6 separate regions of the Sus scrofa genome follow, and regions 1, 2, 3, 4 and 6 are each linked to region 5. The links are chromatin contacts, called in public Hi-C, HiChIP or PLAC-seq and promoter capture Hi-C maps. All regions are on one chromosome and are shown on one strand. The core of a region is the stretch at or near the end of the contact, and the rest is flanking DNA. Distances in the headings are between cores, read along the strand shown.

Region 1 (4,501 bases), core at 1,961-4,460, 280 kb after region 5:
CCACACCTGTGGCATATGGAAGTTCCCAGGCCAGAGATTGAATCAGAGCCGCATCTTTGACCTCTGCCACAGCTGCGGCAATGCTGGATCCTTAACCCGCTACACCAGGCTGGGGACTGAACTGGCAACGCCACAGAGACAAGCCAGATCATTAACCCACCACACCACAGCAGGAACTCCAGGGACTACTTTTTAGTGCTCACTCCCCCCAAAACAATCTCCTCTTTTGGCTCCTCTATTTTACTCTCTTAGTTTTCCTATTTCTCTGACTGCTGGGGCTCAGATTTCTTTGCAACTATTCTTCCTAGTCACGAGACACGAGCAATCCTTAGGGCCCTCTCTCTTTTCTTCCTACTCTCTTCTCCCTGACCTTCTTCAGTTGCTTCAATCACTCCTTATGAACTAGTTAACTACCAAATCTCCTGCTCACACCTATACAGAACATACTCTTGTTATCAAAACAATTAACTCAACTCAAGTGCATCCTATTTGAAATTGGACTCATGCTTTCACCTTCCTGCCTCACTCCCTAACCATGTTCTTCACCTATAGTTTCACCCCTAGTGCAGTAAATGGGGTAACACCATTCACTGAACTGCATAAGTTACTCTCAAATAGCTCTGAAGTCCTCCTACTTCTCTCTGCCTCTATGCCACCAACCTAGACTTGGTCACCATCACATCACATCAAGACCAGTGTAACAGCCTCTTAACAGGTCTCTCATATCTACTTTGGTTCTCTCCAATCCATATCCCTAAAGGAAGCTGGAGAGGTCTTTAAAATGGCAAATCTGGTGAACTCATTTACCTATTTGAAAGCTTTAATAATTTCCTTTTGCCCCAAGACAATATTGGAAAAATCCTAAAGCTGTATGCTACTGATAAGAGAGATTTTAGTGTTTCCTAAAGTAGTGGTTTGAATCATCTTATCAGCAGGGCTTGTTAAAATTCAATTTGGGTTCCAAGCCAGCTGGAGGCTGATCCTGCATCCTCTGAGCCCCTGGCTATTTGGACACTTGGAAAATTTTCACTACTCAAGGAAAGGTTGTTATCACTTACCCTTTAAAACCTAAGTCATCACCATTAGCTTTGTGTGTCATTTGTCCCCAACCTCTATTTTATGGAGAGAGGCTAAGAAAGGATATGGCTAAGGGGAAACATGCAAAACATCCCTCTGGTTAAGATCAAGTTATGAGTGAAAAGAACCCAAATGTCTATCAATGGACAAATGAAGAAACAAAATGTGGTATATCCATACAATGGAATATTATTCAGCCATAAAAGGAATAGAGTTCTGATAAATGCGAAAACATGGATCAAACTTGAAAACATTATTCTAACGCAAAAAACCAGATGCAAAAGCCCATATACTATGATTCCATTTCTATGAAAGGTCCAGAATAGGCAAATTAGAGACAGAAAGATTAGTGTTTCCCTAGGGTTGGGGCAGGGGAGGAATGAGCAGTGATTGCTAATGGGTACAGGTTACTTTTGATGATGAAAATGTTCTGGAATGAAATAATGGTGATAATTGCACAACCCTGTGACATCAAATTTCACAGAGCTGCACACTGTAAAAAGGGGTGGATTTTATGGCATGTGAATTCCATCTATTAAAAAGAAAGAAAAACAAGCTGTGGCCAACCAATGTATCACTGCTCTTAGAATACACCCCGATTTTATTTTATTTTTTTCTTTTGCTGCACCTGAGGCATGTGGAAGTTCCCATGCCAGGGATCGAACCTGCACAACAGCAGCAGCCTGAGAAGCTGCAGTGACAAAGCAGATCCTTAAACCACTGTGCCACAAGGGAACTCCAATGCCCCAATTTTATTTTATGTCTTTTTAGGGCTGCAGCCACGGCATATGGAGGTTCCCAGGTTAGAGGTCCAATCGGAGCTGTACCTGCCGGCCTACGCCACAGCTCATGGCAATGCCAGATCCTTAACCCACTGAGCTAGGCCAGGGATCGAACCTGCGTCCTCATGGCTGATAGTCGGGTTCGTTAACCACTGAGCCACCATGAGAACTCTCAATACCTCAATTTTAAACACAGCCTTCAAAGCCCTCATAACCTGGTCCCTGCCTACTCCTCCTAAACAAACAAGTCTAAACAAACAAGTAAAATATATAGTTATGTCAGGCGGTGATAAATTCTAAAGGGGAAATAACAACAGAAAAAGGTAGAGCAAGAGATGAAGCAGTTCTGGTGGCAGGGGGGTTGTTATTTACATAAAGCAGTCTGGAAAGGCCTTCTGGACAATGTGACAATAGAAGCCTGAAAAAGTCAAGGGAATGAGCAATGTAAATATTTACTAAGTGCTTGATCCGCATTTTGCTCCCTTTACTCCAGCCAAGTTAGCCTTCTTTCTGAACCAGTGTTCTCTCTCCCCTCTGCTTCCCGACCTGGGTTCCTTCCACCTGACAAGTTCTTCCCCTCATTATTCTGGTTAACATCTACTCCTGAAGGAAACAGCCGGAACAAATGTGGAGTGAAGAGGTGATCTGCATCGTTTAGAGCGCAGTTTAGAGATCACTTCCTCAGCCTTCCCTGACACTCCCCAGCCCTCCCTCATAATTTCTTTTCAAGAAAGATCTCTGCATAAAGTACCTTCCACTGCTTGTTTCAACCGCAATTAAATGTCTGGATTATGGGTCATTTTCAACATCTGGTTTCCTCCGGATATGCTCTGGGAGGGCAGGGCCCTGATGTATCCACAGCTCCTAGCACCGCGCCTGGCACATAATAAAGTGGGTTGGGTGGGAGCCCTGGATTCAAAGCCTGGCTCAACACAAGTAACTGCACGCATGAGGTGAGCTCAACCGTGATTTCTGTGGTACCTACGTAACGGCTGCTAGACTGACTGACTGACGGAAGGGCAGTGAAGACTGCAGCTTCTCTCAAGGCTGCGGAGTGCTCGGCCCCACAGCCTTAGAACCCTGAAGCCCTGCTCAAGATCACAGGACTTCCGGCCCCCTGTCCGCATCCGCGCACTTCCAACCCCGAGGCTCGACCTGTAGGTTCCGGGTGATAAGGTGCAGCTTCTCTTCAGGGCTCAGAGCGTCTCCCATGGTTTTGTCGATCCCGTCTCCGGCGTTCCGCCCGACACCCGTGCGCCTTCGGTGGCTACCGCCACCGCGTGCAGGGAACTGTCACGCGGGTCCAGTTAGGTTGCATCAGCTGAGCTCGTCGCTCGGCTTGCTCGGTCTGGACCCTTCTCCTGCTAGTGGCCAGGAGAGAGTCAGGAGCAGTGGAAAGTCGAACGAGTCGATGAGACGAAAAGGGGTGGAGCAAATAGGCGGGGTAGGCAGTGCAGGGGCGGGGTTGCGACGCCTGCGCCGGGCCCAACCCTCTGGTAGGCGGGGCGGTTTCCTGCCAATCACTAACCGTTTGCCCTCCCCCTGGCGTTGGACCGGCTGCCTCGGGGTGGGGGAGGTCGGGGAGGGGGCGATAAAATGGCGCAGGGGGCGGAGTGAGGCGCAGTCGTTCGTCTAGGTTTCGGCCCGGCTTCCGGAGGTGAACAGCCGGAGGGAGGAGGGGGTCGGCGTTCCTTGGCTGGGCGGGGGATGGGGGCGCCTGTTGCTTCTCCAGAGGGCCGCGCACACCGTCCGCCCCTCTGAGGGGTTGAGAGGCCCTTGCCCAGCTGGGAAAGGGCTTATTATCATTTCTGAGGTGATGGCGGCGGGAGGGGGATAGTGTCTCTGCCTCCCCACCTCCTTGTCGGTGGGCGATAGATGCCCCTCACTCTGCCGAGGCAAAGGGAGGCTGTCTGGTTACCCGAGAGCGCGGAGCGAGGTCCGTTCTCTCTACCCAGTGGGGGTGGGGTGGTGGAGGTGAGGGGGGAGGGTTGCCTCTGCCCCCTACACTGCGGCGCGGGTTGGGGGGGGGTGACTATTTTTCCGGCCGCGCCTTGCGGGCTGGGGAGGGGAAGGCAGACCCGCCCCAGGGGAGAGCCAGCCCCGGGTCCAGCGGACGTCAGGGTGGGCAGCCGTCTGCAGGGTGAGGGTGCATCGTTACCAGCTGGGGGGGCCGCTTTTGCCCCTGCTGGGGGAGGGGTGGGGTGCCAGCCCAGCGCTTCTCCCGCCTTCCGCGGGGAGGCGGGAATTCTTGGTCTTTAGGGAGGAGGGAAGTGCGAAGGCCCTGCCCCGAGGGCGATGCCTATAGCACTTACAAGGGAGAGCTGGGGGAGGTAGAACCGCATCCTACGAAGGGTGGACTGCGGCCCCCTTCCTCCAAGCTCTCGAGCACTGGAGGCGCCACCAGTTCCTTCCTGGGCGGGATGGCAGGCATTTGGCACCTCAGGGTGGGCCCTGGAGAGGAAGTGATTCAATTGCCCACCTGCTACCCCAACCTGATCTCCAGTTTCCTGTGGATTTGTTAGAGGCTTCAAGCTTTAACAAACCTGTCTTAAATCATTTCAAAAACATTTTCTTGTTAAAAAGAAACCTGTTGCTGCAGCTGAGTGGTATTTGGTCTCTAAGCCCACGTGGGAGGAAAGTTC
Region 2 (4,716 bases), core at 1,717-4,216, 510 kb after region 5:
TGGCATATGGAAGTTCCCAGGTTAGGGGGTCTAATCGGAGCTGTAGCCGTGGGCCTATGCCACAGCCACAGCAACGCCAGATCCAAGCCGCGTCTGCATTGCGACAGGTCATGGCAATGCCAGATCCTTAACCCACTGAGCAAGGTCAGGGATCAAACCCGAAACCTCATGGTTCCTACTCGGATTCGTTAACCTCTGCGCCATGACGGGCACTCCTGTTATCTCTTCTTGAGGGCTCTCTTTGAGGTTTTTGCCATGGCCACTCTGGTCTACTCCCTCCCTGTCAGCAGATGCTTGTTCTTAGGAGAACTTCAGTCACTAATACCATGATGCAAATGGCTACAGATCTCTCGAAGCCTTGGCCTGAAAATGACCCCTCCTGTGAGGGTGACTGCCTCCCGTGCTGTTCCTGTGCATAGGAAGCAAGAACGTTCCAGGCAGAAGGGCCCAGAGAAATCTTTCAGCACGAACAGTTTCAGTCCACAGGGAGAAATAAAGCCAGGTAGAAGTGGCGTCAGTAGGATGGTCCAACCAAGGACATCCAGCAGTTATGTGGCCAGGCCGTGGCGGTCAGAAAATGGCTCTTCTAGACTCTGTGGTCACTGCTCTATACCATCTGTGTGCTGAGGATGCTTTGATTAGATTGTGTGGGGTGCCCTAAGGAGATACAGACACAGAACAAGAAGTGCCTCTGGCTTTCAAGAAGCCTACAGCTCAACAGGGGATATGAACACATATGTTAGACCAGAAGCCTCACTGATTGGAAATGCTGCCTTCACCGTATACCAAACTTTTTCAATATGCATGTTCTAGACTCTATTCTGTTCTACAACTGTCTCTTCCTGTGCCAGCACCATGCTGTTTAAAAGACCAGAACCGTATAAAATAGAGGGTGTCCTCTTTCTTCTTTTTCAAGAATGCTTGGATGTTCTTGTACAATTATTGTTTCAGATTAACTTCTGAATTAGCTTTTGAGTAGTACAGAGAGTAACTCTTACTGAACACTCTTTTTTTTTTACGCCAGGCACTGGGTGCTCTGAGAAGCCAGGCACTCAGTTCCTGTCCCTGGAAGCTCACAGACTAGCTGGGAAGTGTAACCCAACAAGAAGTGTAAAACAACAGGAATCTCACACCATGGGTGACAAAAGCCAGAAGAGTGAAGAGTCCATACAAATATAAGTGTTGAGAGTTCCACCGCTCCTCCAGGCTAGGAAAGTCATGGGAGGCTCATCAGAGGAGGTGACATATTGGACTTTGATGGATGTGCAGGAGCAGGAGTTCATGAGATGTAAAAGATAAGAAATGATTTGAGTTAAGGAAGTCAGAGAACGCTTCTCGGAGAAGGAGACACATTTTATTTGAGGAGTAGGAGTTTGCCAGATTCAGAAGGTAGGATGGAGGGAGGGGTTGCCCCGAGCTGGGAAAGTCACAAGAAGGAATTCTGAGACCATTTCATCTGGGTTTTGAGTTGGAGGAATCAAAGAAGATGCTGGAATAGTCAAATAAAAAGGATTTTATTAGGAAGGTAATACAAGGAAATATCATTTGACCTCGGCTTCCAGGGAGGAGTGGGCAGTTTACCGGTTTAGAGAGGAGAGGCACCGTGAAGCTGAGGTAGTCCCAGAAAAGGCGGAAGCAAACAGGAAACCTCCTTGGCTTCCTCCTTACTCTAAGATCCAAGATTTAGAAGCTAAGGGTCCCACCGTGTAGATGGTCGGATTCTGAGCTGGCGGCGCTGCAGTTCTGACTTCCCAGTGTAGGATAGCGGTGGAGGGGGCTCGGCAGGATTGAGGATCAGCCTTCCGGAGCGGACCCCGGAGCTGAAGGCTTTATGTCGGAATCGACCAATGGGATGCCGGCACCCAGTTGCCAAGGCTACGGAGGGTGGCCGAGCAGAGGCGGGGCCTGGATGCCAGGGGCGGGGTCTGGGCGGGGCTTATATAAGCGGGCTGCGGGCAGAAGGCGGGGCGTGGGGTCAGTGGCTGCTGGGCGGGCGGGGCGCAGGCCGCGGGGCCCGAGCCTGGGGGAGCGAGCGAGCGGAGGCGCAGAGGATCCGATTCACTCGCTGGGGAGACCTATGGGCCGAAGCCGTGTAAATGCGTTTTAAGGCGAGTGCGGGGAGTGGCTCGGGGAGCCTGGGGAGCGGGCGCTCGCGGCTCCAGTGCTGACCTGCTCCCCGGCCCCTCTTGCCTCCTCTCAGCAGGGGCCTCGGCTCCGCAACTGCCACTCCTTCTCGGGGTGTTGCACAAGTTTCGAGGTTACCGGTGACCCCCCCTAGCAGCGCGCCTGGTTCTGGCCCCCGCGAAGGAGGACGGGGCTTGGTAAGCGGACCTCGGAGGGCGGGACCTCGGCCCTGCACTCAGGAAGGCTCACCTGGGCAGAATTTCAGCCTTGGGTTCTTGCCTGGGAGCCCGGGACCCCCACCCACCAGGTGGAACCCCCATGCACGCTTAGAATACTAGCATGTCAGGACCAGCCCGACCCCCATTTCGAAACGGTGAAACTGAGGCTCCGAGAGGGAACGAGGCGTACCCAAGGTCACGCGGCAAGAGAGCAGACCCTAACCTCAGTTCTCGAGTGGAGACTCCTAGGTGGGGCCAAGCGCAGCCACTTCAGGTGGGCGTGGTCAGGATGGCGGGAGGCACCTGGAAATTTACCTACTCGGCTTTCCTGCTCCTTTCTCTCTCTTTCTTTCCCTTTTACTAAAACTCGAATTTCAGAACTGGAAAAGATCACCAAAACAATTCGTCCATTTTACAGATGGGGGACTGAGGCTCAGAGAGGCAATGACATCTAGACAGATAATGCCTTGTCCCGGTCCAGGATTCTTACTCGTCCCAGCTAACCTAAGCTCCCCAGGCTTGTGCTGAGGGCAGGGTGTGACAGGACGAGGCGCCCTGGCCTGGGGAGGTGAGGGGCGCAGCCAAGGCCAGGCCCCCAGCGGCCCCCTCACTCTCCCCCGCAGTGTGTTGCATACTTTCTAAGGCGGCCGGAGGCATCGGCAGCTCCATCCAGCCCACCGGCTCCTCCTCCTCGGCATGGCTGGCTACCTGAGTGAAACGGACTTTGTGATGGTGGAGGAGGGCTTCAGCACCCGAGACCTGCTGGAGGAGCTCACTCTGGGGGCCTCACAGGCCACCACGGTGAGGGTCTGGGAGTGGGGGGGTGGGCCCTCTGTTCCCCCAGCAGGCCCAGCTGCCCCTTAGGGCCCTCATCTTCTTTCACTTATTTGGTATTCAGTCCTTGGTATTTGCGAGAGGCTCATTTTATCTCCAAATTCCTGGTCCTTGCCCCTAAACCTGCCCCTCCTGTGTCCCCCGCCTTCATAAACACACCACCATCACCTGCCCAGCCCTCTAAGTCAGGAACCTGGGAGTCCTTACATCCCCCTCCCACAGCTGGGCACCACTAAGCTCTGTGGATTCGGCCTCCTTAAATTACCCTGCCATGTGCGCTTCTGGAATTTCACTTGGTAGTTTAGGCCTCATATCTCTAAAGGCTCCCTAATCTTTTCTTTCCCTCACTTCACTCCTTTCAACTTTATCATAGCTCTGCTCAAAATCAGAATTCTTGGGAGTTCCCATTGTGGCTTAGTGGGTTAAGAACCCAACTAGTATCCATGAGGACGCCGGTTCTATCCCTGGCCTCGCTCAGTGGGTTAAGGTTCCGGTGTTGCTGTGAGCTGTGCTCTGGGTTGCAGATGCAGCTTGGATCTGGCATTGCTGTGGCTGTGGCATACGTATGGCAGCAGCTACAACTCTGATTTGACCCCTAGCCTGGGAACTTCCATATGCCACAGGTTCGGCCCTAAGAGGCAAAAAAATAAAATGAAATAAATTTAAAAAATAAAATAAAAATAATAATAATAATCAGAATTCTTCGGCAGTTTCCCTCTGCCGACAGGATCCAAGTCAGAACCCTCTGCCTTCATAGCCCCATGTCTGACTTTTCCCACAGTATATATTATCTTCCATCAGAGCTGGGCCAGTCTACTCATATTTTCCAGTGATTCCACGTGCTCCACCATCACTCCTTTGCCCAGGCTTCTCCCTGGAACACCCATCTCCCAGCCTCTCTTTCTTACCTACTTTCATTCATTGCTTATTACTCATCTGGGTCACCTTTTCCTGATTACCCCAGGCAGATTTTGTATTTTCCTCCTCCATAGCCCCCACTGCATTTTGTAGAAACTCCTGTTTAGTATTTACTGAATGGGCTTGTAATTGCTTAAAGGGTTAGTTCTCATCCAGACCGAAGCCCTTTCAGAACTAGAGCCCTGTCTGGTCTTTTCTGTACCTTACTTAGCATACTTGATAAGTACACTTAGTCAGACACCAAGTGGGCATCAGTAAAAAAAGTGTTGCATAGAAGGGAAACTGCATCCCAGGAAAGGGTTAAGTCATGTGGTCTCACCCATGGCCACACACATGTTCAGCCCTCCACAGCCAGTTGTCCAAGGGCATGGGTGCCATGGCAGTGGGACTACCTCAAGACTTCATTGAAAGCCAGTGACTGTAGGCTCTAGCTTTGGTCTTCAAGGAATTAATGTTTTTCTGGAGGAGGCATGTATGTATACACAGCTCTGTTACTTTGGAAGTATGTACAAAATGCAATGAGAGCATTAAAGGCAGAGTTGCCTTATTGGTTTGGGAAAAAGCAGGGTTTCAGCTAAATCTTGAAGGTAGATTAGGAATTTGCCAGACAGTTGTGGGGGAA
Region 3 (4,504 bases), core at 56-2,555, 410 kb after region 5:
CTGCTAAGTCTGCCCCTGGCCAAATAGACACACCCCTCCAGAGCGCTGCCCCTCAGAAAGATATTCTCATTCTGTCCTTTGAAAGACACCCCCTCCCCACCCTCATTAAAAGACATCTCCTACTTCTGGACAGAGAGGCACTCGCCCGACCAAAAACTGCCTCTCCCTGCCTCCTGACTTGATGGACTGCTCCCTTCCCCTCGCGGACTGCTCAGCGCCCATCTCAAGCCTTCGGGCAGGGGTGGGGTATTAATTGGGTGCGTCCATCCCACTTGTCCTGGCTTGCGGGTGGTTACCGGTCACCAGCCCGCCGCAGTGGCCACCTCACCCTCCCTCCAACTGGTCATCCCTCACCTCTCCCTCCAGGCTGGGACACACGCGCGCATACACACACACACCCGCTGCGCAGAGGACCGCCCCTCGGGGCCGGCCACAGGCAGGGTCCAGCCCCAGGCCCCGAGTCCTCTCCCGGGCGGCCACCGCCCCCGGGCCACGCCCCCGCGCTCACCCGCAGTCCGGGGCCGGGCACCAGCGACAGTCAGGGTCCGAGGCCAGGTAGCGGCGCAGCATGAACTCTTCGTACTTGTGCATGAGCGGCGGGTCGGCGAGCAGCAGGCGGATGTCGTGCGGGTTGAGTCGCTCGCTGCATTCGGGGCAGCTGATGGGCACCCGGCTCTCGCTGATCTCCAGGCGCAGGTAGTGGCGGAGGCAGTCCCGGCACGAGCGGTGCGGACAGCTGAGGAGGCGCGGGGCCCGCTCCGGCGGCAGCCGCACCAGGCACAGCGGGCACTCCACCTCCTCCGGGCCCGAGCCGCCGCCCTCCGCTGCCTCCTCATCGTCCAGCCCGGGCCCCGCCGCCACCGCGGCCTCTGCCTCTGCTTCGGCGGCGGGCTCGGCGGGCAGCGCCTCGGGTGGCGGGGCCTGGGCCGCGGCCGGGACCGGGACGGGCGGCGGCGGCGCGGCCGGGGGCGGCGGCTCGGCCTGCGGCTTCGCCCGGGCGCGGCGGCCGCGGGCCGAGGCGGAGAAGACGCTGTGGAAGGTGAGGCGCCGGCGCCGGCCGCCGCTGCGGCACTTGGGGTCGGGCGCAGCCGCGTGTAGGGATGTAGAGCGCGGCGACTCGGAGTCTTTCTCGGAGCCCATGGTCCCCAGAGGCCGAGGGGCGAGGGGCGCCCAGCGCCGCACACAGCTCCCGCCTCAGCGCCCCCTCAGCCGGCGCCCAGGCCGCCGCCGCCGCCTCAGCTGCCCTCCCCGAGACAGAAGCCAAGCGGTTACGACGAAGTGGTTATAAAGCCTCCGCCCCGTAGCCGTTGCCCACTGCGCAGGCGCCTCGCGGAAACACCTCACAACCAGCACCGCCCCGGCCGCGGGGGGGCGCTGGGCGGGGCCGAGTGGGTGGGGCCGGCGTGCTGGAGCGGAGCTCCGCCTCCTCGCCGTCAGGTGATTCCAGGGCAGCCATCTTAAGCAGACGTTTGCCCAACTGCTTTTCTTGGCCTCCTCCCACCAGTCCATTACCACTACCCCATCATCCCCACAGTGGAGTTGTCGGTTTACCTTTACTCAAGTATCACTTCCTGCAAGAATACTTAAGTTACTTTCTGTAAAAGCAGGTATGGGTAAATCAGATGGTGACTCCCAAGTGGTCCACCTTCCAACACTTCTTTTGTTGTTGTTCATTAAGCGAATAGCATTAAAAAAAAATTTAGGAGTTCCCATAGTGGCACAGTGGAAATGAATCCCACTAGGAACCATGAGGTTGCAGGTTCAATCCCTGGCCTCGCTCAGTGGGTTGAGGATCCAGTGTTGCTGTGAGCTGTGGTGTAGGTCACAGACACAGCTCGGATCTGATGTTGCTGTGGCTGTGGTGTAGGCTGGCAGCTGTAGCTCGTGTTGGACCCCTCGCCTGGGATTCGCCTGGGAACTGCCATATGCCATGGGTGCAGCCGTCAAAAGAAAAAAAAAATTTAGTCATTCCTTGAGCATTTATTAAGAGGAGGTATTATTCTATAAGACAGAGTCCCCCTATCTGCAAGAAACTTACAGAATAAAATTCAGATGCCTTAATCTAAAATTCAGTGCTCTCTGCGCTAGTAAACTATTCCAAGGCTCACCTCCCATTCTATTCTCTTGGTAGCTTGGTTACTTACAGTTTGTGGACAGAATCCCAGCATATTTTTTGTCTGGAAGTGCCTTTTCTCTGCTGGTTCCCCACTGCTCTGACTGGGGGAAGAGCTTGACTCAGGCTTCCAAATAGAGGCCCCAAGCTGCTTTAATAGCAGTAAGAAAGTATCAGGATTATATTCAGTTGCAAGTAACAAAAGAAAAAAAAAAGGGCTTAGGATAGAAATTTATTTTTCTCTTCATGAAAAGTAAGTCGAAAAATAGACAGTCCAAGGCTGCTCCACCATCCTCAACACTTGGTTTCTAATCTTAAGGTCATATTATTATGGTCCACATTCCGGACAGTTGGGAGGAAAAGGGGAAGAAAGATACACTTTTCCTTTTAAGAAGACTGCCTTGAAAGTCCCACACATTTCTGCTTATGTGTCAATAGCCAAAACATAGTCACATGGGCATACTGGAACATGTGTTTTTGTTTTTGTTTTTTGTCTTTTTAGCAGCAACACCAGATCCGAGCCACATCTGCCATCTATACCACAGCTCATAGCAACACCAGACCCTTAACCCATTGAGTGAGGCCAGGGATTGAACCCATGTCCTCATGGATCCTAGTCAGATTTATTTCCGCTGAGCCATGACAGGAACTCCTGGATCATGCAGTTTTTTAACTGGACACAATGTACCCTCTAAAAATAGGTGCTCTGTTATTAATAAAGAACGGTAGAATGAGTACTGGAAGGTAACCAGCTGTTTTTTTCATATGTGGTATTTACATTTAAAACCATGAGAAAAGTCCCCAGGAATAAACCCAGAGAAACTCCAAACTTTTGAGGTAAAACGTGAAAGAGGAGCCAGCAAAAGAAACCGCGAAGCTGGGGGCTGTGAGATAGGAGAAAACTCAACCTGGCATGATGTCACAGACACCTAGACAAAATGTTCCCAGGGAGGGAGTGGCCAATTGTGACAAATCCTGCTGAGAAATCAAGGAAGATAAGAACAGAGAAGTGACCACTGGATTTGGCAATAGCGAAGAGTCCCATAAGGAGGAGAGAGATTTCTCCTCAAGGAGAAAGGAGAATTGATGCTAAATGGCTAAAACAATTAATTTCTATATAGTGTTCAGAGTAGTCTGGGCTCTACTGAGGTAACAACCCAAATATCTCAATGTTTTAACGCAATAATGTATATTTCCCCCACGCATACAAAGCCTGCTAGGGGTCAAGGCAACCTCCAGGGCAGCTCTCCTCCACTCAACTGAGTCACTCAGAAGGTCCAGGCCACTTCCATCCTGGCCTCCACGACCTCAATCCAGGGCTTTCAGAATTGCCTCATTTGGGCAAGAGAGCTGAAGGCTTGTGCACCAACAATTGAATCCTTCAGCCTGGAAATGACACATGTTATTTACAGACTACTAGCAAGAACTTGTCACACAGGCCCAATTTAACTGCAAAGGAGTCTGGGAAATGTATAGGGGAGCTATGGACTATTTAGTGGTAGTAGCTCAGCCACAATTCCCTATAATCTTTTTTGACTCTGTTCTCAGTGCCCCATGTCTTGAGCAGTTGCAGAGCCCCCTTTGAGGAGGTGTGTGCCTCTGGCAGGGATGAAAGATGGAGAAGCCTGCCTTGTTCCTTGGGTCAGGTTGTGCTGAAGGTGATGGGGACCCTTGATTCCAAGCAGACCCATCTGACTTTGACAGAAACAGCTGTCAGAATCCTAGCTTTGCTGAAAAGTTCAAGGTGCTGAACGTTTGCTTGTCTTGGCTCTGGTTTCCAAACAAACTCTGCCTCAAAGCTGCCACCATCAGTGCTTTGGCAGACAACTGACCTCTCATAAATGCCATTAGATTTTGCTATCACCCTATTTCTACTGGGTTTTCTTGTCTCCTGAATCCATCACCCTTGAATCAGGGGACAAAAGCAGTTCCTCCCACTTTTTTGTCTTTGTCTCCACTTGATACAAGTTGAGCAGTGACTCAGGGAGATGGTATGAGAGAGAAGGAGTCTCACTCACCTACTCACTCATTCAGTAAACATTTATTATACGTACTTTGTGGAAGGCTCTTTGCCAGGTGCTAGGTCATAGAAATGAAAAAAGTCTAATGGGGGTTTCAGACAGGAAAGTAGGTCATTGGGATACTAAGTGATGAGGACATGTACAAAAAGCTGTGACAGGCCAGAGGAGGGCATGGTTAAGCTTTGCTCAGGGTGGTGAGTGATGCCTATCCCAAGGAAGAGCCCTTTGGGTTGGGTCTCAAAGGATGAGTAAGAGTAGGCAAATCATAAGAAGGGGAAAGGACATTTCAAACTGAGGGAGCCTGAAAGAAAGGCATGGGGATACAAAGGCTGGATCACCCTAAGGAATTGTATGCAACAAGGTATGATGG
Region 4 (4,721 bases), core at 1,631-4,130, 330 kb after region 5:
GGGTGGTGGTGTTCACCTCCTGGATGAAGCGCAGCATCCGCACGTCCTTCTTCTGCCAAGGGAGGCAAAAGCCAGGCCCCAGTTTTCAGCACCCGGCCCCGTCTCCAGGGCCGACGAGGCCTCGCCAGGCGACCATGCTAAGCCCCCGACATCTGCAGTCTGACCTAAGCACCCCGTCCCCTCTGCAGGTGGGTATCAACATCTCCATTTTACAGGTAAAGAGACAGGCTGCCAACGTTTAGGGAAGTTGCCAAGGCCATCAAGTGAGAACTGGCGCCAGGTCCTACACTCCGGTCTGTTATAAGACCAAACGCATGCTGGAGTTCCCGTTGTGGCTCAGCAGTTAATGAACCCGGCTGGGATCCATGAGGATGCAGGTTCGATCCCTGGACTCGCTCAGTGGGTTAAGGATCCAGCGTTGCCATGAGCTGTGGTGTAGGTGGCAGATGCGGCTCAGATCCCACGTGGCTGTGGCTGTGGCCAGCAGCTGTAGCTCCAATTCAACCCCTAGCCTGGGAACTTTCATATGCCGCGGGAGCGGCCCTAAAAAGCAAAAAAAAAAAAAAAAAAGACTAAACGCATGCTGGAGTTCCCATTGTAGCTCAGCAGTAATGAACCTGACTAGTATTAGGGAGGATGCGGGTTTGATCCCTGGCCTCGCACAGTGGATTAAGGATCCTTCATTGCTGTGGCTGTGGTGTAGGCTGGCAGCTACAGCTCTGTTTTGACCCCTAGTTTAGGAACTTCCATATGTTGCACATGTGGCCCTAAAAAGCACTAAAAAACAAAAAACCCCAAAACTCATGCTGGTAGCGCCAGGTTCTAATCAAAGGAGTCCCTCCTGGGGCCTCCCTTCCCAGCCACATGTGCAGCTTCCCGCCCATCAGCTCTCTGGCTCCTTGTTGCTTCTTCCTGTCTTTCTGCCCCTCTTCCTCCTGCATCCTCCACTTCTATCTTCATGTGTTCTTCCCTCCCAGGAACCCTCGGGGGTTACCTGCTGAGAGATGGCAAATCCGATGACAACCTCGTCCTCCAGGACGTCCCAGCTCACCACCGCAGAGTTGGCCTTGAGGTGCCTGACAGTGACGTTCACAGGGGCTGAGGGGCTCTCTGGGGGTGGGGAGGGACCTGAGCCTGAGCATCCCCTGCTGTGAGGCCCAGGCCCATTGTCTCCTAAGTGTGAAAGGGGAGCCTGGGGATGGCCATGCGGTGGGAAGGAAGAAGCCCGGGCCTCCAGTGGGCCTGGCACCTGGGTCTCAGTTCCTTACTGGCTGAGGAGCCAGGCCTGAGAGGCCCCAGGCTCCTTGTGTCCAGGGCGGGAGCCCCTGCTGGCCACAGCTGGCCCCACCGGGGTTCAAGCTAAAAGTGATGAGCCTGGGCCAGGTCTGGTGGAGGGGCAATGAGAGGTGGGGGGACAGGCCTGGGGGAGATGTAGGTGGCCAGGGTTGCAGGAGCTGAAGGTTAGCCTGGTGCAGAGCAGGCAGAAGGCCTCCCAGTCCAGCACTCTTTCTAGAGAAATGCACTGTCAAGTGAGTGACCTTGAAGGAAGGAGACCGACCCAGAGGTCGAGAAGAGCCAAGCTGGGGGATCCCTGGGATGGGAGTGAGGATCAAAAGAGGAGCCCCCAGTATTGTGGGGAAGGGCCTCTTCTCCACCCCGAGAGGCCGGTGGGGAGGCGGCAGAGGAGGATGGGTTCACTCGGAGCAGGGCCCCTCGGTGGAGTCAAGAGTACAGGGTAGGGCCTTCTAGATGGGGGAGAGGACGAAGGAGATCAGATGAGAAGGCAGTGATGGGGATGATGGGGGTCAGAGAGGGGAGAACCTTCTAGGAGAGGGGCAGCAGACTCACACAGCTTCTATAGCCCCAAGGACAGGCTCTAAAAGGGGAAGACCTAAGCTGAAGCCGCACCTCTCACCCCACAAGCGAGTGAACCTGAGACCCCAGGGGCTGTGCCTAGAGCCTGGGGAGACAAAGCCAGAGGTGGAGTCGGAGAGAGACAGAGACACACATGCAGGGGCAGCAGACACAGAACCAGAGAACTGACAAGTGGGGTATCAGAGACAGACGCGGGGCGGAAGCAGAGAGAGCACTGAGCCAAGGAGAGACGGGCAGGAGAGATGAGCAAGACGGGCGGCAGCCAGAAGGGACAGGGACAGGGCGTCAGGAGAGGCTGGGAGAGGAGGAGGCCAGGCCCCGGGGGCAGGCCAGACTCCAGGCTCAGGGTCCACCCCCACCTGTCCCAGCGCGCCCTCGGGTGCCAGTCCCATCCCTCCCACACAGCAGAACCCCATCCCGCTCAGACCTGCAGAGTTGGCCTGCAAGGCTTGGGGACAGGGAGGGAGGCCCAAGGTGGGGAGATCAGTGTCCTCAGCTGCTCCCTGGGCCAGCGAAAGGAGCTAGGGCTTCTGAGGGAAAGGTCTGGGGTCAGGGCAATGGGAGGAGGGGACTGGGGCATCCCAAGACCCTTGACCAGGGCAGGGGTGAAAGGAAGGGCTTTGAGAGCTGGAGGTCAGGTCTGGGGGTCAAGAAGGCAGGAAAGGGGCTGCGGGTGGAGCAAGGGGAGCAGTGAGCGGGCCAGAGACTGGGTCCTCAGGGAGCAGGGAAGGGACCCGAGGATACCAGCCCGCGCCCCCCGCCCCCCGCCCCGGGCCCCCTTACCCGCCTGCACCAGCGCGAGGCAGACGCAGCCCAGCCACAGGCGGAGCGCGGCGCGGGGCGGCCCGGGGTGCATGGCGGCTGCTCCGGCCAGCCGGCTCGGGGCGGCGCAGGGGGACGCGGCTCCGGCGCCCGGCGGCCGCTCGCACTGGCGCTCCGGCCCGCGACCCGCCCGGCTCGGCCGCCCCGCGCCGCCCCGCGCCGCTGGCATGTCGGCTCCGCGGACAGCGACTCCCGCGCGGCGGCGGCGGCGGCGGCGGCGGCGGCAGCGGCGGCGGCCGCGTCCACGTCGGGCGCCCGGGGGGCGGGGCGCCCCCGCTGCGGGGAGAGGCGCGGGGGCGGGGTGAGGGGCGGAGGGCGCCCCCGCGCCCCCCCCAACCCCGACAGCCCGCGACGCGGCCCCCCTCCCGCCATCTCGTCGGTACAGGAGCCCGAGGGTGTTCTCTGCGCTCCCCGGTGCCAAGTCCCTCTCCCCGCCGCGCAGCCTTGACCCGGCCCCCACCTCTGGCCTTTCCGGAGGGAGAGGGAGGGCAAGTGGCACGGAGATGCTCCTCTGTGCCCCCACGGCATCCCACCCCAAAGCTGACCTCCCCTCCCTCTGCTGGGGGTCCCCACCCCTCACTTGGCCCCAGTCCCGAGGCCTTGCAGGCTGGGGCAGGAGGGAGCAGAGGGGAGCAATGCTAGTAGGGATGGGGGTGACTACAGAGTTCTTAGTAGGTGCCGGGGTGCAGACAGGAGGTGCTGTTTACCATGGGGCCGAGAAGAGGGTGCTAGGAGGACCTAGCTCTGGGACCCCAGACCAGTCTTTCCCCTTCTTGGGCTCCTCATTTCTCTCCTTAATGGGAGTAAGCGTCAGCATCTCCTAAGTGCCTGGGGGCTGTTCTTGATTCATGACCTCCCCTCTCACTGCAGCCCTGGAAGACTGAGCGCTCTGCTGTCTGCCTTTTGCATAGGAGACTGCAGCTTGGAGAGGTTGCTTGACTTGCTCAAGGACCCACAGCAGAGCCAGGATTTGAACACAGGCTGAGCTGACTCCCCATGTGTGCGTGACTGGACTGTCTCCCACCCAGGGATCCCTGAGATGCTAGAACTTGTCTGTGCCAGCTTCTCTGGAGCCAGAGAGCTTTCTGGCACCGTCTCTTCCCAAAAGCTGGGTGAGGGAGAAGTGGCTCCAATACCGCTGCCCCCACCCTTCTGGCGCAGCTGAAGGCTAGGAGTAGTGAATGAGCTAATGACTCCAAGGTGCAGGGGGCTTTGGCGACATGGCCAGCAGTCACAGTTCAGAAAGGGCTTGGGGACCCCTCCCTCATTACCCTGGGGACATCCATATGCTTACCACCGTCCCTACCTCGGTCCCACACACCCTGCCTAAGCCACTCTGTTTCTGATCTTGGAGTGGCAGAGAAAAGCCCTCAGGCTGCAGCCACTGCCCTTTCCCTAATAAGAGGCCCTCTGGAGCACTGGGCTGGGGAAGCCCCGACCCCCACCCCAGGGACCTTCTCCGCCCTAAGTCCCAGTCAGAGAAACAAGGTTGAGGAGAGAAGCATAGACCAGGGGGCCCATCTCTCCAAATGAGCCCCCTCCTCCACTGTCTGAAATTCCATTAGAGGGGCATTCCTTTGCATCTTAAAGGCCTTCAGGTCGTCCAGAAGCCCTTATTCTTTTTGAAAAGGGTGACACCTTGTCAAGCTTTGTCCCACAAAGCATCCCTGCCCTGCCTCCATTTTCCATTAAGAAACTGAGATCCAGAGATGGGAAGAGCTGGGTACGAATTCACAGGGCAAGTGAGGAGCAGCAATGGCGCCCCTGTCTCCCAATGCCCATCCCATGACTCCTTACACTGCCCCCCAAGCTTCCATTTGGTCACCCTGGGAGGGGTGAGATGGGAGGGGGCTCAGGGGGTCCTTGCTGAGCAGCACAACCTAACCCTCTAACCCCTCAGGCCCCCAGGCCTGCTGCGCTGGGCAGGCCAACACCCCCCCACACCCCGGCCCCTTCTGCTTCCTCAGCCACATACCTTCTCCTGAGATGAGCCTCAGGTGGGGCCTCCACCTGTTTGGGAGAGC
Region 5 (4,644 bases), core at 71-2,570:
AAATAGTAATTAACTTTTTCCAGAATTCAGTTGGGTTGGTTTTGACAAACTAGCATGGAATGAAACAGGAATGCACAGGGCACTGTCCACTGGCAAAGCCAAGTCTCACTCATCCCACAGGGATTGCTGTCTCCCCACTGGACTGAGTTTTGGGAGACCCAGGACTGCATCTGTTTGGCTAACATCGGTATCCTCAGGACCTGTCAGAGAGTGCTGGCTGTGGCATAGACTCTTAATATTTGAATGAATATAAGAGTAAGCTTCTATTTCTAGAATCCTTTTTCTTCAAGGTCTAGATCAAATGTTCTCTCTTCTACGAAGCTGTGTACTTTCCAAGCAAAAATAAATAGTTCCTTCCCATGGGTTTCCACGACACGGTCGCTCCAGCCTCTAAGACTGTCTTTATTTCACGGTAGTTAGACACTGGTCTGAGTCGGGCTGTGTTCTCCCTTAGACCAACAGGAGCTAAAAGTAGGGCCTCAGTCGGTTTCATCCCAGAGGCTTGGCGGCCACACAGGTCAGGCGGGGTGGCTCGGACCAGGTTGCAGTGAGGCGGCGCGGGGCCCTACCCTAGAAAGGGCGCTGGCCCGGCTTACCTTCTCCTTGACTGCCTGGTAGCTCTGCTGCAGCCAGCTCCGCCACCATCCCACGTCCTCCCTGTGGAAGACAGACACATCTGGCGGCCCCGCGGTGCGACTTTCGCCCGCGCAAAAATCGGGTCTCAGCTTCCCCCTCAGATGTGGCCCGCGGACCGAGGCTTCGAAAGCCGCTTCCCCACCCCCTCACTCTGCGACTCCCCGCCTTTTCAGCTCCGTCCACGCCCACGCTGGCCTCCAGCTCCCCGCGGGGACCCTGGCCCAGCACCCCAACCCTGGGAGAATTCAGGGCCCAACGCCCGAGAACTAGATGACGGGCTCACCCTTCCGCCATCTTGCCCGCATGACATCATCACTATTTACTGACCTTTGACTTCCGACACGGCACCGCCCCCTCAAGCACCGCCCCGGAGAGCGGGGCCCAATCCTCAGGCCGACACCGCCCTCAGCCCAATCTCCGCCCCGCTCCTTCACTAGGCTCCGCCTCTTTAAGCTGCCTCTAGTCTCCGTCCAGAGTTCGGACTTAAACTCCGCTCGGTCCAATCCTCACCCATTTTCGTCTTCAGGCCCCTCCCCCTCACTGTTAGCCCCACCCCACCAACCTAGAACCTTTATCGATATCAGCGGACATGCGATACGGTGGCCGCTTTGGACCAAGATCAGCCCTCTGGCTGTGGGCTTAGAGAGCTGGGAGTAGAGGAATAAAGGGAGCGAGCCTGGCCGCTGCTCGAATGTCCGTAGGCCCTAAGCTCAAGGCTAGGACCGCCCCCCTTTATGAAACCAGCAGCGTAGCAGCTGCCTGGGGCTCTTTGGGCTAATTCAGCAACCGCAGTTTGCGGAGCTCTGGGCCAGGGCTTGGAGGTGTTTGGAGGAAAATTCAGAAGTGACTTCGATGCAGCCTCGGGAGACGGTCTCAGGATATTGGGGAGACACACATTTAGTTACCTCAGTTCTTGGCGACTTAACTCAGAATAGCGTGAGCTGGATGGGATCTGGAGAAATCCGGAGACAGTCTGGAGGAAGGGGATTGAGTGTGTAGTGGGGTGTGTGTGTGTGTGTGTGTGTGAGCTGGAGACACTTTCCAGAGCAGGCTTCCACTGCCCATGCTGCCTCATTTGCTTGCCTGCACCTGCATCCTCATACTTTGTACTGGATCCCATTACCTCTTGTCTGAAGGCGTAGCTTTAGTAATTATTTTCCCCCATTGCGTTCTCTTTCCCCTCTTTACCGGATTATTTGTGTCATCATGTATACTTTTATTATCCCCATCGTAAGCAAACAAAAACTTGACCCTCATCATTTCCCTGTTCCCCTTTGCAACAAACTCCTCCATTCTCTCTTTTTTCTTTTTTCACTCGTACTTGCCGCATATGGATGTTCTTGGGCCAGGGATCAAATCCAAGCCACTGCTGCGACCTATGCCACAGCTGCGGCAGTGTGGATCCTTAACCCAGTGCACCCGGCATTGAACCTGAATCTCCAAAGCCACCGCAGCTGCTGCCGTCAGGACCTTAACCCACTGAGCCACAGTGGGAACGCCTCCATTCTCTCTTGAGCTCACTTCAGTGAGGTTTCTACCTCTCCACTGTACTTTAAATCACTTTTGCTAGGGTGCCAAGGGCAATGACCAATTTTCAGCTCTTTATAGTATCTTATTTAATGCAACTGATCTCTTTCCTTTTATGTTCATTTTCTTCACGTGGCTTCCAGGACATCATGACCTCCTGACTTTCCTTCTACCTCACAGGCATCTCCTCAAGGTTCTTCGCTGTTTTCTTTTCTTTCCTTTTTTTTTTTTTTTTTTTTTTTTTTTTGGTCTTTTTGCCTTTTCTATGGCTGCACCCGCGACATATGGAGGTTCCCAGGCTAGAGTCGAATCAGAGCTGTAGCCACCGCCCTACGCCAGAGCCACAGCAATGCAGGATCCGAGCTGCGTCTGTGACCCACCACAGCTCACCGGCAACGCCAGATCCTTAACGCACTGAGTGGCCAGGGATCATACCCGAAACCTCCCGGTTCCTAGTTGGATTTGTTAACCACTGAGCCACAATGGGAACTCCTCCTTTCCTTCTTTAAGACTCACACCCACAGCATATGGAAGTTTCCAGGCTAGGGGTTGAATTGGAACTACAGTGCTGGCCACAGCAACACCAGATCTGAGCCACTTCTGCAACCTACACCACAGCTCATGGCAATGCTGGATCCTTAACCCACTGAGTGAGGCCAGGGAGCAAACCTGCATCCTATGGATCTGCTGCACCACTACCGGAACTCCATTTTCTCATCCATTTCTTGTTGCTAGAATATCCTTAAGGCTCAGTCCTTGACCCTCTCCTTTTCAATGTCTGCAGTCATTCCTCAGGTAATGTTATCAAGTCTCATGACTTTAAATGCCACTGGTGTCTCTCCAGTTTTCTCTCTAACTCACACATCTCTGAAACCTAGATCACTATCTCTTTTTGGATGTATAATGGACCTATTAAACTTAACATGTCCCCAAACTCCTGTTGTATCCATTTAACTTCCTGCACACTTCCCCAAAGCTATAAATGGCAACTTTATCCCTCCAGTTGCTCAAACCAAAAAGCCTCGAGACTTTAATTCCTTACTTCTTTCGTATTCCAAAGCTAATTCCTCAGCACATCTAGTTGGCACAACATAAAAAACAAACAACAGACTCCAGATGTTTCTCACCACCTTCACTGTTACTATGCAGGTCCAGGCCATCATCATCTCTCACTTGGATAACTCGTATCTCTGTGTCCACTTTTGCTTTCCATTAGTCTAGTCTTAATTCATCCTAAAAGTAATCTTTTTTTAAAAAAAACACAGGATAGTGGGAATATAAAATCATGCAGCTGCTATGGAAAACAATATGGTGACTTGTCAAAAAATTAAACATACAGAATTCCCACTGTGGCACAGAAGTAATGAACATGACTAGTATTCATGAAGATGTGGGTTCGATCTCTTCCTCGCTCAGTGGGTTAAGGATCTGGCATTGCTGGGAGCTGTGGTGTAGGCTGGTAGTTGCAGCTTTGATTCCACCCCTAGCCTTTAGAAATTCTTCGGGTGCGGTTCTAAAAAGACACACACACACACACACACACAATTAAACATACAACTACCGTGTTATCCAACAATTCCACTTCTAGGCATATAACACAAAAAATTGAAAGCGGGAAGGCAAACAGATATTTGTACACCCATGTTCATAGCTGCATTGTTCACGATAGCCAAGAAGTGGAAGCAACCCAAGTGTCCATCGACAGATGAATGGATAAACAAAATGTGGTATATATACATACATTGCAACATTATTTGGCCTTAAAAAGGAAGGAAATTCTAACACATGCTACAACATGGAAGCACCATAAAGCCATTACACCAAGGGAAGTAAGCCAGTCACGAAAGGACAAATACAGTAATATTTCACTTATATGAGATGCCTAGAATAGTCATATTCGTAGAGGCAGAAAATAGAATGGTGGTAACCAGGGGCTGCTAGAAGATGGAAATGAGGAGTTATTGTTTAATGGATTCAGAGTTTGAGTTTGGGAAGGTGAAAAAGTTTTGGAGATGGATGGTGGTTATGGTTGCTTGGCAATGTAGATGTACTTAGTGTCTCTGAACTGTGCACTTAAAAATAGTTAGCTGGGAGCTCCTGTTGTGGCTCAGTGGTAACAAACCCGACTAGTATCCATAAGGATGTAGGTTTGATCCCTGGCTTTGCTCAGTGTGCTAAGGATCAAGCTTTGTGGTGAGCTGTAGCTTAAATTCTGAGTTGCTATGGTTGTGGTGTAGGCTGGCAGCTGCAGCTCGGATTCGACCCTAAGCCCAGAACTTCTAAATGCTGCAGGTGTGGCCCTAAAAAAGCAAACAAACAAACAAAAAACAAACAAACAAAAAACAGTCAACTATAGGGCGTTCCCTAGTGGTCTAGTGGTTAGGACTCAGTACTTTAACTGCTATGGGCTGGGTTCAAACCCTGGTCTGGGGACTGAGATACCACGTAAGGCCATGGCCAAAAACAAAACAAAACGAAACA
Region 6 (4,256 bases), core at 777-3,276, 480 kb after region 5:
ACTTCTCTGACCAACTCCCATAATATATACATGTTTATAAATCAGCTCAAAGGTATAATTTTCTTCAAACCCTTCTGAATATATCACCCTTCACACTGACATACAGCCGAATTAGAAAGTGGGGAGATGTGTTAGTAAGATGAGGGAGCCAATAATCAGTGAATACCTACTATGTGTCAAGTCATCTAGGTGTGCTTTACACACGTATATAATTTTCCAATATCCTTGTGATCTTTTGGTCTAGGGGGCAAGGACTTTATCAGTCTTATTCACTGCTTTATCTCCAATGTTCAGTGCTCATGAAACGTTGAATGAGTAAGGTAAGTATTATCCCCATATTTCAGGTGAGAGCAGTGAGGCTCACAAATTGCAAAGCTTGCTAAACGACAAAGCCCTTGTCTCAGCACTGGGATGGGCTGTCCATTTCACAACTACTGAAATTATTAACTTCAATATGAACAATCGATGCATTTAAACTACCTTGTTTATCTCGGTTACTCAGAGCAAAAGTTTATAGAGTTTGGGATTAAACATTCCTAGACTGCAGGTTACCTAATAACTGAAGGTGGCAGCAGCAGGAAAGAGGAGCCTTCAATGTTACCAAGGATAAGAGATTAGGTAACAGCGAGCCCCAGGTTCTGGCTATAGAGAGAAAAGGGCAAGTGGTATTTCTTGACCTAGTGGCCAGAACCAAAAAGCAAATCACAGGAAAGAATTCAATCTCCCAGACTTCTCTTCTCCTCATCACCCACATGAATCTGTCTTCATCCATTTCTCATAACCTCATCATGTACCAAGTAATATGCTGGGTGTCACAAGAGTCCCAAGAGTAAGACACATGCCAAGATTCTACCATTTTTGCAAGTGCTAGGAAGCGAAGATGGGGCACAGAGCAGAGCCCAGAACCCCATTCCCTTAGGAACTCAGACTTCCAGGATTCCTTCTTTAGAACCTAAGCAAAAGAAGAACCTGTTCTTCAGAAGGGCAAGCAAAAACCTGAGGCCTCAGGGGCAACGCCAGACCCCAGGCAGGAAGAGGATACTGATGATAATTCAACCTATGGGCTTTCAAATCCTACACAAGATCATAAATCCCAACCTTGATCCACGCGCCCACTAGGTCCCAGATGCCAAGTGAGGCCCCACAGTCAGCAGAAGGTAACTTCAGACTCCGTAATCGCCCAGAGCCCTGAGGTTCCAGGCTCCATGAAATCAATTTTGCTAACCTGGGAAAACCACCTGACCCCTTCCGGCCTGTTTTCTTATCTGTATATTAAGATTCCCCCACTTGACTGGCTAGGCAGGACATACCTCACGTCTTTTAGCAATACTCCTAATCAGGCCAGCTCCCGCTTTTCCCCACCTGCAGGAGATGTTCTTCCACCTTCAGGCATTAATCATTACAGAAACGGACCCCTACACGGATGCCTGGAACGTAACCCTGGACAATTCACTCCCAATTCTCATGGAGTCTGGGGTCTCAGCCTCCTCTCGGGTTGTAATCGACATGCCTCAGCCCAGGTGGTTCACCCTACCCTTCAAATCTCAGCTTCTAATCCCTTCAGGACTCTGATCAGTCTTTAAAGCTCCTAACACGACATCTTAAGCCTGGATCCTTCAAGAACTTTAACTCAAACTTCTCCAACCTCCACTTTGGACCTTCCCCCAAACACCTACCGAAACCCCAGACGCCAGTCACGGCTCCCTCATCCCCACCCCAGGCACCCCAGGCCTCAGCCTGCGCGCGGCTCGGCTCTGGGGCGACCAGGACCTCCGGCCGCCCTGACCTTGGAGTTCCACGGGATCCGCCGACAAGTCCAGCCCTGCAGCTCACCTGAGTACCTTTGCCGGCCCCGGGCGGCCCCAGCAGCACGGCCCGGATGCCTTTAGGACCCTCTTGGGCCGGTTCGGAGGCGGTCACGTTGGGAGCCATGGCCGCCGAAGTCTCTCACTGCTTAACCCTCCAGCACACCTCTCAGCTCCACGGTTTCCAGGCCAGCGCGCCACGCACGCCACGCATGCCCCTTTCGCCCCTTACACTGGTCCGTAGCCACGTCTGTCACTCTGCTCCGCCCACCCCTGAGCGCGACAGACACTTCAGTTTACCGGCCAAGCAACGATACCGGGGAAGGCTGCTTTTGATTGGACAGAATCCGTGAGGGAGTAAGGAAGGGGCGGGCCATCATGGACGGGGGTGGGGCTCGCGGCGGGTGTGCGGAGTGGGCGGGAAAACGTGAAGCTAGGCTAGAGGTCCAGTTGGGAGTTCTAGGCGGGCTTTTGACAGTTAGTGATACCGGCAACTCCAGGAGTCCTTTAAAATTGCCCGCGGGATTATAAATGGGTGGAATCAGTCCTAGGAAACAAATTGGCAAATATGTATCAAATACCCTTTGGCCTAGCAGTTCCACTTTCGGGAATTTAAAGGACATAATCTAGGATATATGCAAAGATTTGTGTAACAAGGATATTAATTGTAGCACTTATAACATCCCCAAAGCCCAAAACAAAACAAAAACAAAAGGCACTATCCCAAACGTTCAACAATAAGAGCTTGGTTAAATAAATTGCAACAAATTTGTATACTGGAATCCCCCCCTTGTATAAGATATTTAATCACCTGGGAAAACGTTCACCAAACATTGGGATACAAAATTGCAGTTATGGAGTTCCCGTCGTGGCGCAGTGGTTAACGAATCCGACTAGGAACCATGAGGTTGAGGGTTCGATCCCTGCCCTTGCTCAGTGGGTTAACGATCCGGCGTTGCCGTGAGCTGTGGTGTAGGTTGCAGACGCGGCTCGGATCCCGCGTTGCTGTGGCTCTGGCATAGGCTGGCAGCTACAGCTCTGATTGGACCCCTAGCCTGGGAACCTCCGTGTGCCGCGGGAGCGGCCCAAGACATTTCAAAAAAAAAAAAAAAAAAAAAAAAAAAAAAAAAAAAAAGACAAAATTGCAGTTACAATAAAATCCTACTTTTTTTTTTTTTTTTTGGCTTTTCAGCACTGCACCCACGGCATATGGAGGTTCCCAGGCTAGGGGTCTAATCAGAGCTGTACCCACTGGCCTACACCACAGCCACAGGAACGCGGGATCGGAGCCCCGTCTGCAGACTACACCACAGCTCACAGCAAAACCGGATCCTCAACCCACTGAGAGAGACCAGGGATCGAACCCACAACCTCATGGTTCATAGTCGGATTTGTTTCTGCTGGACCACGAGGAGAACTCCCACAAAATCCCACTTTTGACAGTTACAAGTGATGATCTCTGTGTAGTGTGATTACAAGAGCACCTCCCCTTCTTTGTGCATTTTTATATTTTCAAAAAGTTCTGTGATGAATTCTATAATAAACAGATCAAGCTTTTAAAGTCGGGAAATGGTAATTTCTTCCAAAAGAGAGAAACTCTTGGACAACGTTTTAGTGTATGAAAGTTACATCCACACCCCCTATGAAGCAACTTCTGAGGTCCTGCCTGGTACCACCAGCCCCAAGGGCCCTTTGGACCTTTAGTTGAGAGTGATTATGAAATAATTATGTTTCCCCACAGGCTTACTGCAACTCATTTTCTACATCCTGGAAATGAATTTGCTATCTCTTCAGCTTGGCCTCTTCTGTTTTACTTCAACAAGACGTTAACATTCATTTCCCATCCCTCCTCATTCCCTACACTAGGCGTTCACAAGGTTCCTGACCTTGAAGGAGGCAGTGTTGCCATGCCCATTTTCCAGGAAGATATACAGCGACCAGCTCAAAGCCACATGGTAGCAGAGTCACAATTAACATTAGGAGTGGCAAGAGAGCACGGGATTCACGGGGGTGAGGGTCAGGGTGGGGAGTAAGAGTGTTTTCTCTGGTGAAAGCCTCTATGTGCCCCAAATTCACTTCAATTCAAAAAGACCAGCGTTTATTGAGGTTTAATATGCTCAGGACACCAGGCGAGGGGGGATAAGAGCAACTTTTCCCTTTTATCATTGGTCCCTAAGTGATTCTGACCGGGCATGGAGCTCCCAGCAGAGAATGCAGCTAAGGTTACACATAAATATATAAAATGTCAAATTTATTCATTCCATTTTTTAAAATGTTCTAGTTGGAGTTCCTATTGTGGCTCAGCAGGTTAAGAATCCTGACTAGTATCCATGAGGTTATGGGTTCAATCCCTGGCTTTGCTCAGTGGGTTAGGGATCCAGCATTGCCGCAAGCTGTGGTGTAGGTTGCACAAGTGGCTCAGATCCTGTGTTGCTGTGGCCAAAAAAAAAA

Evidence for each region. Promoter capture Hi-C pulls out the DNA fragments that hold promoters and counts their contacts. A called contact is a pair of places that touch in the nucleus more often than the background predicts. HiChIP or PLAC-seq counts read pairs in DNA pulled down with a chosen protein or histone mark.
Region 1: a contact with region 5 is called in a promoter capture Hi-C map of liver, with 5 times the contacts expected there. The contact joins the promoter of YARS here to the promoter of BSDC1 in region 5. A contact is called at or near these places in 1 of 5 promoter capture datasets (liver), 2 of 47 Hi-C or Micro-C datasets (liver and mesenteric adipose tissue) and 2 of 2 datasets of contacts at active chromatin or transcription factors (alveolar macrophages and skeletal muscle).
Region 2: an H3K27ac HiChIP or PLAC-seq map of alveolar macrophages shows a contact between it and region 5. The contact joins the promoter of AZIN2 here to the promoter of BSDC1 in region 5. A contact is called at or near these places in 7 of 47 Hi-C or Micro-C datasets (alveolar macrophages, embryonic fibroblasts, heart right ventricle and 4 more) and 1 of 2 datasets of contacts at active chromatin or transcription factors (alveolar macrophages).
Region 3: an H3K27ac HiChIP or PLAC-seq map of alveolar macrophages shows a contact between it and region 5. The contact joins the promoter of RNF19B here to the promoter of BSDC1 in region 5. A contact is called at or near these places in 1 of 5 promoter capture datasets (liver) and 1 of 2 datasets of contacts at active chromatin or transcription factors (alveolar macrophages).
Region 4: a Hi-C map of embryonic fibroblasts shows a contact between it and region 5, with 8 times the contacts expected there. The contact joins the promoter of FNDC5 here to the promoter of BSDC1 in region 5. A contact is called at or near these places in 3 of 5 promoter capture datasets (fetal liver, fetal skeletal muscle and liver), 17 of 47 Hi-C or Micro-C datasets (alveolar macrophages, embryonic fibroblasts, fetal heart ventricle and 11 more) and 2 of 2 datasets of contacts at active chromatin or transcription factors (alveolar macrophages and skeletal muscle).
Region 6: a Hi-C map of embryonic fibroblasts shows a contact between it and region 5, with 4 times the contacts expected there. The contact joins the promoter of AK2 here to the promoter of BSDC1 in region 5. A contact is called at or near these places in 1 of 5 promoter capture datasets (fetal liver), 1 of 47 Hi-C or Micro-C datasets (embryonic fibroblasts) and 1 of 2 datasets of contacts at active chromatin or transcription factors (alveolar macrophages).

What each region holds. Positions count from the first base shown.
Region 1 is chr6:89,115,627-89,120,127 of Sscrofa11.1, forward strand. It overlaps YARS (tyrosine--tRNA ligase, cytoplasmic), which reads right to left and starts at 3,211. Exons shown (of 14, transcript XM_013999119.2): 1 at 2,845-3,211; 2 at 2,611-2,735. It overlaps S100PBP (S100P-binding protein), which reads left to right and starts at 3,377. Exons shown (of 8, transcript XM_021095828.1): 1 at 3,377-3,516.
Region 2 is chr6:89,343,894-89,348,609 of Sscrofa11.1, forward strand. It overlaps AZIN2 (antizyme inhibitor 2), which reads left to right and starts at 2,967. Exons shown (of 11, transcript NM_001123193.2): 1 at 2,967-3,143. The coding sequence starts at 3,039.
Region 3 is chr6:89,249,050-89,253,553 of Sscrofa11.1, forward strand. RNF19B (E3 ubiquitin-protein ligase RNF19B) reads right to left here and starts at 1,306. Exons shown (of 10, transcript XM_005665197.3): 1 at 509-1,306. The coding sequence starts at 1,140.
Region 4 is chr6:89,168,991-89,173,711 of Sscrofa11.1, forward strand. FNDC5 (fibronectin type III domain-containing protein 5) reads right to left here and starts at 2,881. Exons shown (of 6, transcript XM_021095834.1): 1 at 2,659-2,881; 2 at 995-1,110; 3 at 1-52. The coding sequence starts at 2,866.
Region 5 is chr6:88,837,888-88,842,531 of Sscrofa11.1, forward strand. It overlaps BSDC1 (BSD domain-containing protein 1), which reads right to left and starts at 1,321. Exons shown (of 12, transcript XM_005665183.3): 1 at 964-1,321; 2 at 597-657.
Region 6 is chr6:89,316,040-89,320,295 of Sscrofa11.1, forward strand. It overlaps AK2 (adenylate kinase 2, mitochondrial), which reads right to left and starts at 2,027. Exons shown (of 7, transcript XM_021095843.1): 1 at 1,834-2,027. The coding sequence starts at 1,932. It overlaps LOC110261133 (a long non-coding RNA gene), which reads right to left. Exons shown (of 3, transcript XR_002344966.1): 3 at 4,199-4,238.